2 separate regions of the Mus musculus genome follow, and region 2 is linked to region 1. Evidence: chromatin contacts called from public capture Hi-C data. All regions are on one chromosome and are shown on one strand. Each heading gives the region's core, a stretch centred on a gene start, on an enhancer-like site or on the middle of the called end of the contact. The rest is flanking DNA. Distances are from core to core; before and after follow the strand shown. Region 1 has its middle 11 kb from the start of Rps24. Region 2 has its middle 3.4 kb from the start of Gm41111.

Evidence for each region. Capture Hi-C pulls out chosen DNA fragments and counts their contacts.
Region 2: a capture Hi-C map of embryonic tail shows a contact between it and region 1, with 5 times the contacts expected there. The contact joins two enhancer-like sites. A contact is called at or near these places in 4 of 39 promoter capture datasets (cranial neural crest, hippocampal neurons, liver and 1 more), 17 of 484 Hi-C or Micro-C datasets (the HL-1 cell line, cerebellar granule neurons, cerebellum and 9 more), 14 of 115 datasets of contacts at active chromatin or transcription factors (astrocytes, cardiomyocytes, differentiating embryonic stem cells and 8 more) and 4 of 9 other capture datasets (embryonic stem cells, embryonic tail, embryonic trunk and 1 more).

The regions. Positions count from the first base shown.
Region 1 is chr14:24,498,829-24,503,755 of GRCm38.p6, reverse strand. No RefSeq gene overlaps it. Among named protein-coding and RNA genes, the nearest start is that of Rps24, 11 kb to the right of the region's middle. Within about 2 kb of position 3,050, at least 89 of the 459 cell types and tissues checked have an H3K27ac peak or open chromatin away from gene starts, as enhancers often do. A contact at or near this core is called in cerebral cortex and embryonic tail, where this site is marked.
Region 2 is chr14:24,983,654-24,988,580 of GRCm38.p6, reverse strand. No RefSeq gene overlaps it. Among named protein-coding and RNA genes, the nearest start is that of Gm41111, 3.4 kb to the right of the region's middle. Within about 2 kb of position 1,965, at least 11 of the 459 cell types and tissues checked have an H3K27ac peak or open chromatin away from gene starts, as enhancers often do. A contact at or near this core is called in cerebral cortex and embryonic tail, where this site is marked.

The sequences.
Region 1 (4,927 bases), core at 1,801-4,300:
CTTTCTGCCTGCTGCCTGTGGATAGGGATTTAAAGCTTTCAGTACCATTACTGTCTGTTTCCCCACCATAAACATGGACTAATGCTTAAAACTGTAAGCAAACTCTAATGAAATGCTTTCTTTTATAAGAGTTGCCTGAGTCATGGTGTCTCTTCACAGCAATAGGACAGTTAACTATGTAGTGAGTTCAAAACCAACTTGAATCATACAATGAGATCTTATTTCAAACAAACAAATGAACAAACAAACAAACAAACAAAACAGGGCTGGTAATGTAGCTCACTTGGTAGAGTGCTTGCCTAGCATACATGAAGCCCAAGGTTTGCTCTCCAGCACATAAAACAAGATGATGGTGGGCTATAATCTCAGCACTTGGGAAGTAGAGGCAAGAGGGTTGGTAGTTCAAGGTTGTCTTCAGCTACATATCCAGTTAGAGGCTAGCCTGGATAACAAAAATGCCAAAACCATAATTAACTTATCCCTTCACACTCTGGCAGCTAAAATCAATACTACGGATAACTAACAAGTGTTGGAGAAGATGTAGAGAAACTGGAGCATAAAGCTTGCTCGTGTTCTGGCGTGATTTTTCTCGCACCAATCCCAGAGAAGCCCCCAGCGCTGTTTTTCAGTTCTTCGCTAAATACTTGTCAGTTTTCTAATAAAGGGTTTAATAAAAACCCCTTGTGTTCCAGAGGCCTTTGGTCAAAAAGACCCTAAAACAAGCATCCATTGTTTTCCTTCTGCCACAGCAAAGACTGGCACTGGTCCCTAAGCCATTCTCCTTTGATGGTTTAGGCTAGAGCTGATCTATGTGCAGAAGGTATGACTTCTCCCAGATGTGCTGGGGCTGGGGGAGATGGGGCCTTCAGCTAGTCATCCACAGCCAAGTTCTCCTCAGACCTCTTATGCTGAGCATCTGTCCCTTGTCTAACTCTTAGCCCACTTGTGATTTGCACAGGCCATACCACAGCACCCATATGAGATAATGAAGGAGGGAAACCATTGCTGACACTAGAGAACTGCTGCATCCACCAAGCCTTTGCCCATGAGTGCTATGTGTGCTGCCTACTCAAGGCTGTTTATACCGAGTCAAAGTTACTAGCAGCCAAGACCTCCAGTCTACTGAATCTATGGCATAGGAAGTACCAAGGTTGTGATGTCAAGCCTCACCCTCCCAGGGGCCGCCTCTGTGCTAATGATAGACTGTGTGGGAAGACACAGGACAAGGAGGTAGAGAGAATGGAAAAGGTACCACGGAGCTTCATGAACTCAGTGGCTGGGGTGTAGCTCAGATAAAGCATTCTCTCTTCCTGCTTGCTCCATCCCAGCACCACAAGCAAGTATGTATTGAGGGGATGTCTATGTGTGTGGCGAAGGGGGGGATGTCAATGTTTGTGTATGTATTAATGCACCTGAGCGTCTTCAAATGACACATGCTGTCAGGAGGGGCATGAGCTATGGGTAAAGCAGCCTGAAGCCCAGTCCCCTCCTTACCATTAACAAATTGAGAGACCTCAGCAAGTCACTGATACGCTCCACACTTCTGTGGAGGTACTAGATGAGCCAAAAGAGGCCCTCTGGCCGGGCATGGTGGTGCACGCCTTTAATCCCAGCCCTCGGGAGGCAGAGGCAGGCAGATTTCTGAGTTCGAGGCCAGCCTGGTCTACAGAGTGAGTTTCAGGACAGCCAGAGCTACAGAGAAACCCTGTCTCGAAAAACCAAAAAACAAAACAAAAACAAAAAACAACAACAACAACAAAAGAGGCCCTCTGCTTCTCTGGGAAATCAGGTAGTTATCTGGCTTAACCTGTACCCTCTACTGTGGAGAGTTATGACTCAGTGGTCTTGCTGGTGGGGTGGGCAGTTTCTAACCAAATGCTGTGTATCATCAGACACGGTGGGAGTCAGCAGAAGGCTGGAATCTCCCTTGGTATTGGATACTTCTATAGGCTCATATTGGCCAATGCCAGAGGCTCAATGCCTAACTCGGCATTCAACTTCTTCAGTGCGCAGCCACTATAGACATAAGATACCAGTCCTTTGTATTAAGGAGGGAAATGCTGAAGTCACTGTGAGACAATGTATTTTCTGAAGAAACACGTGCAGCCAAGAGGAGACCATGATGTAAATCTTTCCTTCTTCCAAACACACAGAATAGAAATCTATATAGAGGCAAATCCTGGGTGTCTAAGGACCTGAAAAAAAAAAATCCAATTTGGTAGGTTCCACCTTACTGCCTTGCAAGTCCCTGGAAAGGCTTACTGAAACGTACACCAGAGATGGATGTCATGTCACAGCCCCTGCAGTGTCCTTGCACCACATGCCTTTCAGAGTCTGAGCTGGGCTCTTCCCCGGCCCCCTGGGGCAGGACTTGTATGTTGTTATCTGCATGTGTGTATTTACACTTATTTTTAAAAGCAGAGGATCTATAAGCCTGACGCTTCTTCTGTAGGAGGGGAGGATAGACCAGGAGACAGAAAGGGGGGTTGTCGGCTTCCTCCTTTCTTCCCTAGGGCAGGATTTTTAGACATGGAGAGAAAGAGGGGCTGAGAGCCACCTAATGAAAGCTACTCCCTTCAATCTCCTGGGAAACTGGGGCCCAGAGGTGAAGGAAAACTGCCCCAAACCACAAAATGAAGACTCGAAATTGGCTCCTGTTCCCATCTAAACAAGACAACACTATGACACGGAAGCACGTTGAACGCTGAGCCATAATCGGCTACTGGGGTTCTAGTGCTCTGCCCTCCAAAGGAACTGTAAGCTGCCTGGCTGGGCAGCTACAAAAGGGGAATGTTGTTTGCAGAGGATCTTCAGAGACCTTGCCCCACGGATGGGTAGGCATCGCCATGCACATGTGAACAGCAGCAAGCCCTCCAGGTTCAGTTTCACCACGAGGGCTGAATCCTGTAAACAAGATTACCACCCCGGCAGACCTTCCCGGAAGAAGAAAGGCTGACCCCTCAGCTAATCTGGCAGCAGGCTTTCTTCAGGCTTCCCGAGAGCAGCAGCAGCAGCCGCCGGGACAACAAAGCCGGCGATTCCAAGCCTGAATCCACAGTGCCCCCTCGTGGAAGACAGCCGCAGGGACCACTTTTATTCCACCAAGGAAGGTTCAGTATTATGGCTATCAAAAGCATCCATTGCTGGCCCCCACAGTTGTCTCCTCCCCCAATACCCTTAACTTTACTCCGCGCCAAATGTACCTGCCAGGCTTGCTAAAACCCAGGTAACTGGGCTCCACTCTCACTTTCCAGTAGTTGACTGAGTACGGTCCGGAAATTTGCAGATCTAATAAGTTAGCAATTGGTGCTGTGGCTAGAGTGAATACCCATGACCTTCCTTAGCTACTCTGGCTCATTAGGCTGACTATTTAGCTCCCTGTAAACCTCAACATCTTCATCTGCAAAATGGGCTTATTTGTGCCTCCCTCCTAGACTCAGATCCCAGTATAATCTCAATAAATCTGTTCATGTGTTTATCACATGTATATATTTACACGTGCATGCACATATGGAGGCCAGAAGTAGACCTCAGATCTCCTCTCATCATTTAGGCTTAGGCTGGAAAGCGTCCCAGAAATCTGCCTGTGGCTTTCCTGGCACTAGGGTTACGGGTATCCGCTTCAGCCCAGCTCTTCTGTAGGCGATAGGGATTTAAACTCAAGTCCTCACAAGTGCAAGAACTTTATCCACTAAGCATCTCCCTAGTTTTGTGCCCGGAATGTTTATTAGCAGTAGTTGTAGTATTATCATTCATCCACAAGCTTCTCTTGGACAAGACCTGTCACATCGAGAGACATCGGCAGAAAAGACCTTTGTGAACTTTGAGTCCAAGCCTCAAAGCTGTTAAATTTTCAGATGAATGAATGCTCCCACTCCGAGCTACAAAGTGAACACAGGTGAACAGCTGAGTATTTTTAACAAAGCCTCACTACTCAACCCTGCTCTTGTACCTGCTATAGAGGGAGGGGTGGGAGCCCTCTGTTCCCCAACAGCTCCTGCTGCTGGACGCTGAGGAGCAGGAACCGGGCCGGGCCGTTTCCCAGTACACTGCTCAAATACCCGCTCATCAGCCCTCTCCAGCTGTAATCTTCCCATCGTGCCTGATGAGCAGTCAAACGGCTCAAGTATTCTGTGTGGAAAAACTCAGCGTGTGACAAGGACACTCCACTTACTGTTCAATCTCTAATTCTCCACATTTCTTTTACTCAACCAAAATAATGAATGAGAAAAGTCCTCAGCCTGGCACACGGGGTCTTCCTGGGGTTGTTCCCTGCTGACCTTTGGGGGGGGGGGGGGGCGGCTTGCTCCATCAGGTCTTATCCTCCCACTCCCAGCCTGAAGACTATGGGAGACAGGGCCTCAGGTCTGGCATAGGAGGAAAGTCTGGAGAACGGAGGAACAGCTGTGTAGTGCTTTGGGACTCAAGAATTTGTGCTGTCCACATTGATAACCCAGAGTCAGCCAGCTATCTTTGCTGGTCTGAGGTCTGTTCAGAATGGGATTTCTCCTGTAAAAACAGCAGGAGTTAAGGGCAACTGTCTGAAGCCACCTAAACAAATTCAGGATTTCCATCTTTCCCCTGCCCCACCACAGAACGGCCACTCCCTCACGCACCTGCTTAATCATTTTTCATGGCCTTGAATGTGACTCTGCTCTTGAATTTGAGCCAGATCACATCACTTAACCCCATGACCTCCGGAAACCTTCCAGGATCCACGGCCTTACACCAAGTTTGGCTGTGGACTGCCACAATGTCCCAACCTGCTAGCTACTCCAGGAGCCAGACCACAAGATCCTCTATTGGCTTCTTTCCTCCCCAGGTGCCAGATCAGGGACTGGCAGGGCACAGTTAACTTGGTAAATGGGTAATGTGGTTGGCTAGGCTACCTATATTCAGTATCCCTATGGCAGATGGCACCTCACTG
Region 2 (4,927 bases), core at 716-3,215, 490 kb before region 1:
CTTCCTTACCCAGTCGCTCTTCCACTGAGTTCCTGTGTCAGGAACAGGAATACAGCATCGCCATGTTTTCAGGAGTAAGTCAGAGTCCCTTCCTTAATTCTATTATCCCAGAAACAAGCTCGATTTTCCCTCCATACAATCCCGCAATCGACAGGAACCAGGGAGGAAGTGACTCTGCCTTTCTCTGGCTTTTTTTTCCTAATGAGTGGCATTTGAGGAAATTAACTGTGTTGAACTTGATACCCAGGATCCAGTCCCCAGACAGAATAGAGGACTAAAGTGGTAGAGAGTTGGTTACAGAAGTAAGAATTTTGTTGCATCTTCCTCTGGCCCCGATGAAGATCATTGCAGATGAAATGATATGCTTTGGCCTGACACTACTTTAAATAGTGCCAGTAAGTCAGGCTCAGGCACCTTGTTATCACCACTGTGAGAACTTCACTTTCTCAGAGTTGAGGATGCGTGGGAGTGGCCGGCCGCCTCAGCCTTGGATTCTAGCGCCCTTGCAGGGGTCCTGGCTGCACATGGTAAGATCTGGAAAATAAGCCCCCATGTTGCAGGGAGGAAGCACAGGGTGACATGACAGCAAGAGGGGTAGCTTTGGAAGCAAACCATAGATGTGTACCCCAATTCTGGTGCTCTGGAAGTTCGCTTGTATCTTCTGAGCCCTGGTTTTCTTATTTATTAAATGGGAATCAAAACATCTACCCTGCTAGATTATCACAGAAAGAATAGAATGAGATGGTATCCAGTGTGTTTGCGTCTGTGTGTGTGTGTGTGTGTGTGTGTGTGTGTGTGTGTGTGCAAGTATGTATATGTGTGTCTATGTCTGTCTGTCTGTATGTGCATCTGTGTCTGTGTGTGTCTGTGAGTGTAGTGGGGGAGGGGGTCTGCTGTGTACAGGTATATTGTTGTTCCCATAACAAAGATGTCCAACCAAGAGTCAAGTGGCGCTGACACCTTGCCTTGTTTATCTAGCTTATCGTCCATACTATGAAGCCCTTTTTAAAAAACCCACCCAGAGAAGAGCTTTGGAAGACTCATCAGAGGGGAAGGGGGAGGTAGAGGGAGAAGAGCCATCGCGGGACCCTGAAATTCTGGGAGGTGGGTCCTTATAACATTCCTGGTTTTTCCCCTACAGTCTTCGTGACAGAAGCCTTCCCTCTGGATCCACAAGAATCTGCAGAGCAGGGATGAGGTCGCATCAGGAAGCAGGCCATGCCCCTTCAGATGTCCCTGTAAAGGGCTATCTTAAGTGGCAGTTGACATCTTCCCCCACCTACCCTGGCTTATGTATCTGCAGGTCCTTGAAGAAGCCAGTTAGTAACCCCATGGGTTCCCTGGCTATTTTAATATATTTTTGGTTAGTTAAGGTTGTCATGCTATAGAAAAGAATTTCTAACTTAACACAAACATATCAATCCTAGCCACTGGACAGAAGCTATTGATCCCCACCCAAGCCAGTGGTTCCCAACCTTCCTGTGTTATAACCCTTTAAAATAGTTTCTCATACCATGCGACTTCCAACCATAAAGTTATTTTGTTGCTACTTCCTAACTGTAATTGTGCTCTTGTTACAAATCATAATGTAACTCTCTGTGTTTTCTAATAGTCTCAGGTGACCCCTGTGACGGGGGTCTTTTGATTCCCGCAAAGAGGTCGTGACCCACAGGTTGAGAACCATTGGCATCAGCTTCTCCTTGCTGCAGCTAGGGACAGATGCATTTCAAAGCGGTCAGGGGTGCACTTGGCCTAACACCTCTGCACCAAGGTGGCCGAGAAAGGAGGATGCTGAGTGAGCTCTAGGCCAGCTTGAGTTAGGAGCACAACTTTTAGCCCAGGGAATGTTTTACTCCTGCTCAGCCCTCTGCCCCTCCACACTTCCCAGAACCCCTCATCTGAGCGGGATGGTGCTGAGTGGGTGACTATTTCTCTCTGTAACTCACACATCTGTGACACTTCAGGGAATGTGGGTAGCTCCTGGCATTGGTCCTCGAGTTGGTGGCTGTAGGCAAAACTGTCCTGGATGCCAGTTCCCCACTTGCCCGTCTACAAAATGAAAATATCAGCAGCCAGGCTGGCTGCAGATGGGAAATGGGACGCCCTTGGGTGCTCACACTCTCTGGCTCTCCAGCATGGGCCTCTGGGGGGACTTGCAGCTTTGGAAAGGAGAACTAGGAAAGACCCTAAAGAATGCATGGATGTGTGGAGAAGGGAGATTAGCCCAGGAAGCCAGAGCTCTGTGCAGAGGCTTGGCTATAGATCCCTCCTAAGCAAACCAAGAGAGCCCAAGAGCCTGGGGCACTACTATTCCCATTTCACAGGAACCTGTGGCGCCCACAGTGTCCGCTGCTTTTACTAGGGCCTAGGGTGGGTGGAAGGACCTGGTTTGTGGCCACAGAGAACTGTTGTCTCCAGGGGGTCTGGCTGGCCCCCTTCCTGAGGATTACCGTAACTTTTTAATTAAGGCAAAGTTTGCAGGCGTTTGGTCTTTTGATGTGGCAGCTGCAGCTGGGAACAGGCCTGTGTCTGAAACTTTACTGCCCAGTGGCTCAGGAGCCCGCCACCCACACGTCAGAGCCCACACCCCATAAACAGCCCAGATCATGTGTCTTCAGGCCAGGGTGGGTGAGAGGGGTCTTAGACCACCATGATGGAGGCTACCACCCTTACTGAGAATTTCCTGGGGGCCTGGACCACCCCAGGGACCCCTATGGAAATAAGGAGAGTGTCTTGAGATGTTCATGGAGTGAGTAAGGTATTCTTTGATACCTGAGACAGTTTTCCTTCTTGGTCTTGGAGGTCTGGTACATCTAGGGAGACAGTGATGGAAGGATATTGAGCTAGAAAGAATGCCCCATGACCCTTTACATTTCAAATGTTGTTTATATTCCCGTGGTACTTGTTTGCCTCTGCCAGACTGGAGAAGCGCAAAGACTTCCCTCTCTTATTTTTGTGTCTCAGAGGCACACCTGGGATAGGCCAGGGGCTCACATGTTAACAGATCTGAAACCTGTACTTTAGGGAGAGTTATAAAGTGAATTGGAGTTTGTGGCTCTATTTATAGCCCATATCTATTTATTGAACTCAGACCTGTGCACCAGGGACTGTCCTAGGTACTGATTCAGCAGTCAGGAGAAGCCCCTGCCTTTGGCCTTCACAGCTTGGACTTTATGGAGACACTGGGATCCATCAGTGACACTGGGAAGCCAGACGTGAACCTGGCTTCACGAGAGCAGCATATCTCAAGCTTTCTTCTGGAAGGAACCTCTATCAAATGTCTGAGGTCAGAGCCCAAATGGACCAGATGTAAGCGGAATGCTTGTCTCACACTTCACAGCTTTGCATGAAACCCTCTGTGCATGCTGAGATCTGTGCCGTGTCGTATCTGTGCATAGTTACTGTATAGCAATGCTACAGGCAACTTAGTATATGTGATTTTCACATTTTCATCCGTTTACCCCTATACTTGTGTATTTCCTTTGGCATCCGAATGGGCACTTGGTGGCTCCTAGTCACAGGATACATTCAGAGCTTGAGCAGAACCCCACCTTCACCCCAAATATCTCCCAGGACATAAGCCATGGGTTCTCTTTATCCTTGTTTTCATGAGTTATGTCTTAGGCAAAGTTAAAAAGTAACAGACCATGTAATAGTAGCTCCCACCCATGGCCCTGTCACATGAGAGGGAGGCAGAAATACAGGACTGGGAGTATGAGAGCAGTCTGGGCTACAGAGTGAGATTCTGTCTCAACAAACAAACAAAAGAAAACAAAACAACAAAAGCCAATGACAGCAACAAGATAAATCCCTACCTGGGAAAGAGTAATTGAAACTTAGGTTGTCACAATCTCCCCAATCCATATCCTATAGTGCTCGGAGGGAAAGCCCAGAGACTGGATGCTGTGTGCTGTCCCCCCACTGTGGAAGCATATGTGGATGCTGTTAACCAGGTGCAATGTGCTGAAGCCAATTCCTAGGAAGATAAATGCAAATTTAGATCGTGGTGAGATGCTAATTTTTACCTATCAGAGGGGCAGAAATCTAAATGCCGGCCATTGAGTGGTGTTGGGGAATAAGAGAAAGAGCCATGTGTGTGTGTGTGTGTGTTGCCTCTGCTTGAGATACACAGAGTGGTCCAGGCACCAATGAGGGCGACTGGGTATTATGGAGAACATGCATTCACAGACAATAGTATTTTATTAGGTTGCCCAACTGCTTCCAGGTCAGCCATTCGCGTGCGTGCGTGCGTGCGTGCGTGCGTGCGTGTGTGTGTGTGTGTGTGTGTGTGTGTGTGTGTGTGTACTCAGTCCTGGCTACACATTCCAAAGAAGTGTGTTATATATGTGCATAGGCTTGCCCCCAAGGAATTTTTGTCTCTGGCATCAGAGATATAACATGTTTAGAAGTAATGATATCTTATGTGTCTCATTTAGTAGGAAGTTACTGAGCATCTTAGTCAGGGATATGTCTGGATTTCCATTTTCCAGTTCATGATGCTGAAGCAGGTATGTCCCAGTTAGTTCATCCTTAAGGCAACTCTAGAGCTAGAAGAAGCCACTGGGGTTCCATTCTTTCCACCGAGACTAAACAGCCTGCATGAAGAATAATGTGGTCTGACAGAGGTCTCCAAAAAGAACTAGAGAGAATGTGAAGCATGGTCAAGGTGGGGTATGGGAGCTCAGCTTGGAGACTAGGAACACTGTGTGCCACTCCGACCTGGGTTCAAGGCTGGGATCCATCACTAGCTATTTGTGCAACCCTGGATGAGTGACTAAACCTCTCTGAACTCTGGACCCTTCCTCCTTACTATAGATAAGCAATGAAATTTTGTAGAGGCTGATTGAGAAAATATAGGTAAGTGTGTTGCTTGCCACATTGCTTTCTGTCAATAAACAGTGGAGTTGAAGAAGGAAGAAGAGAGAAA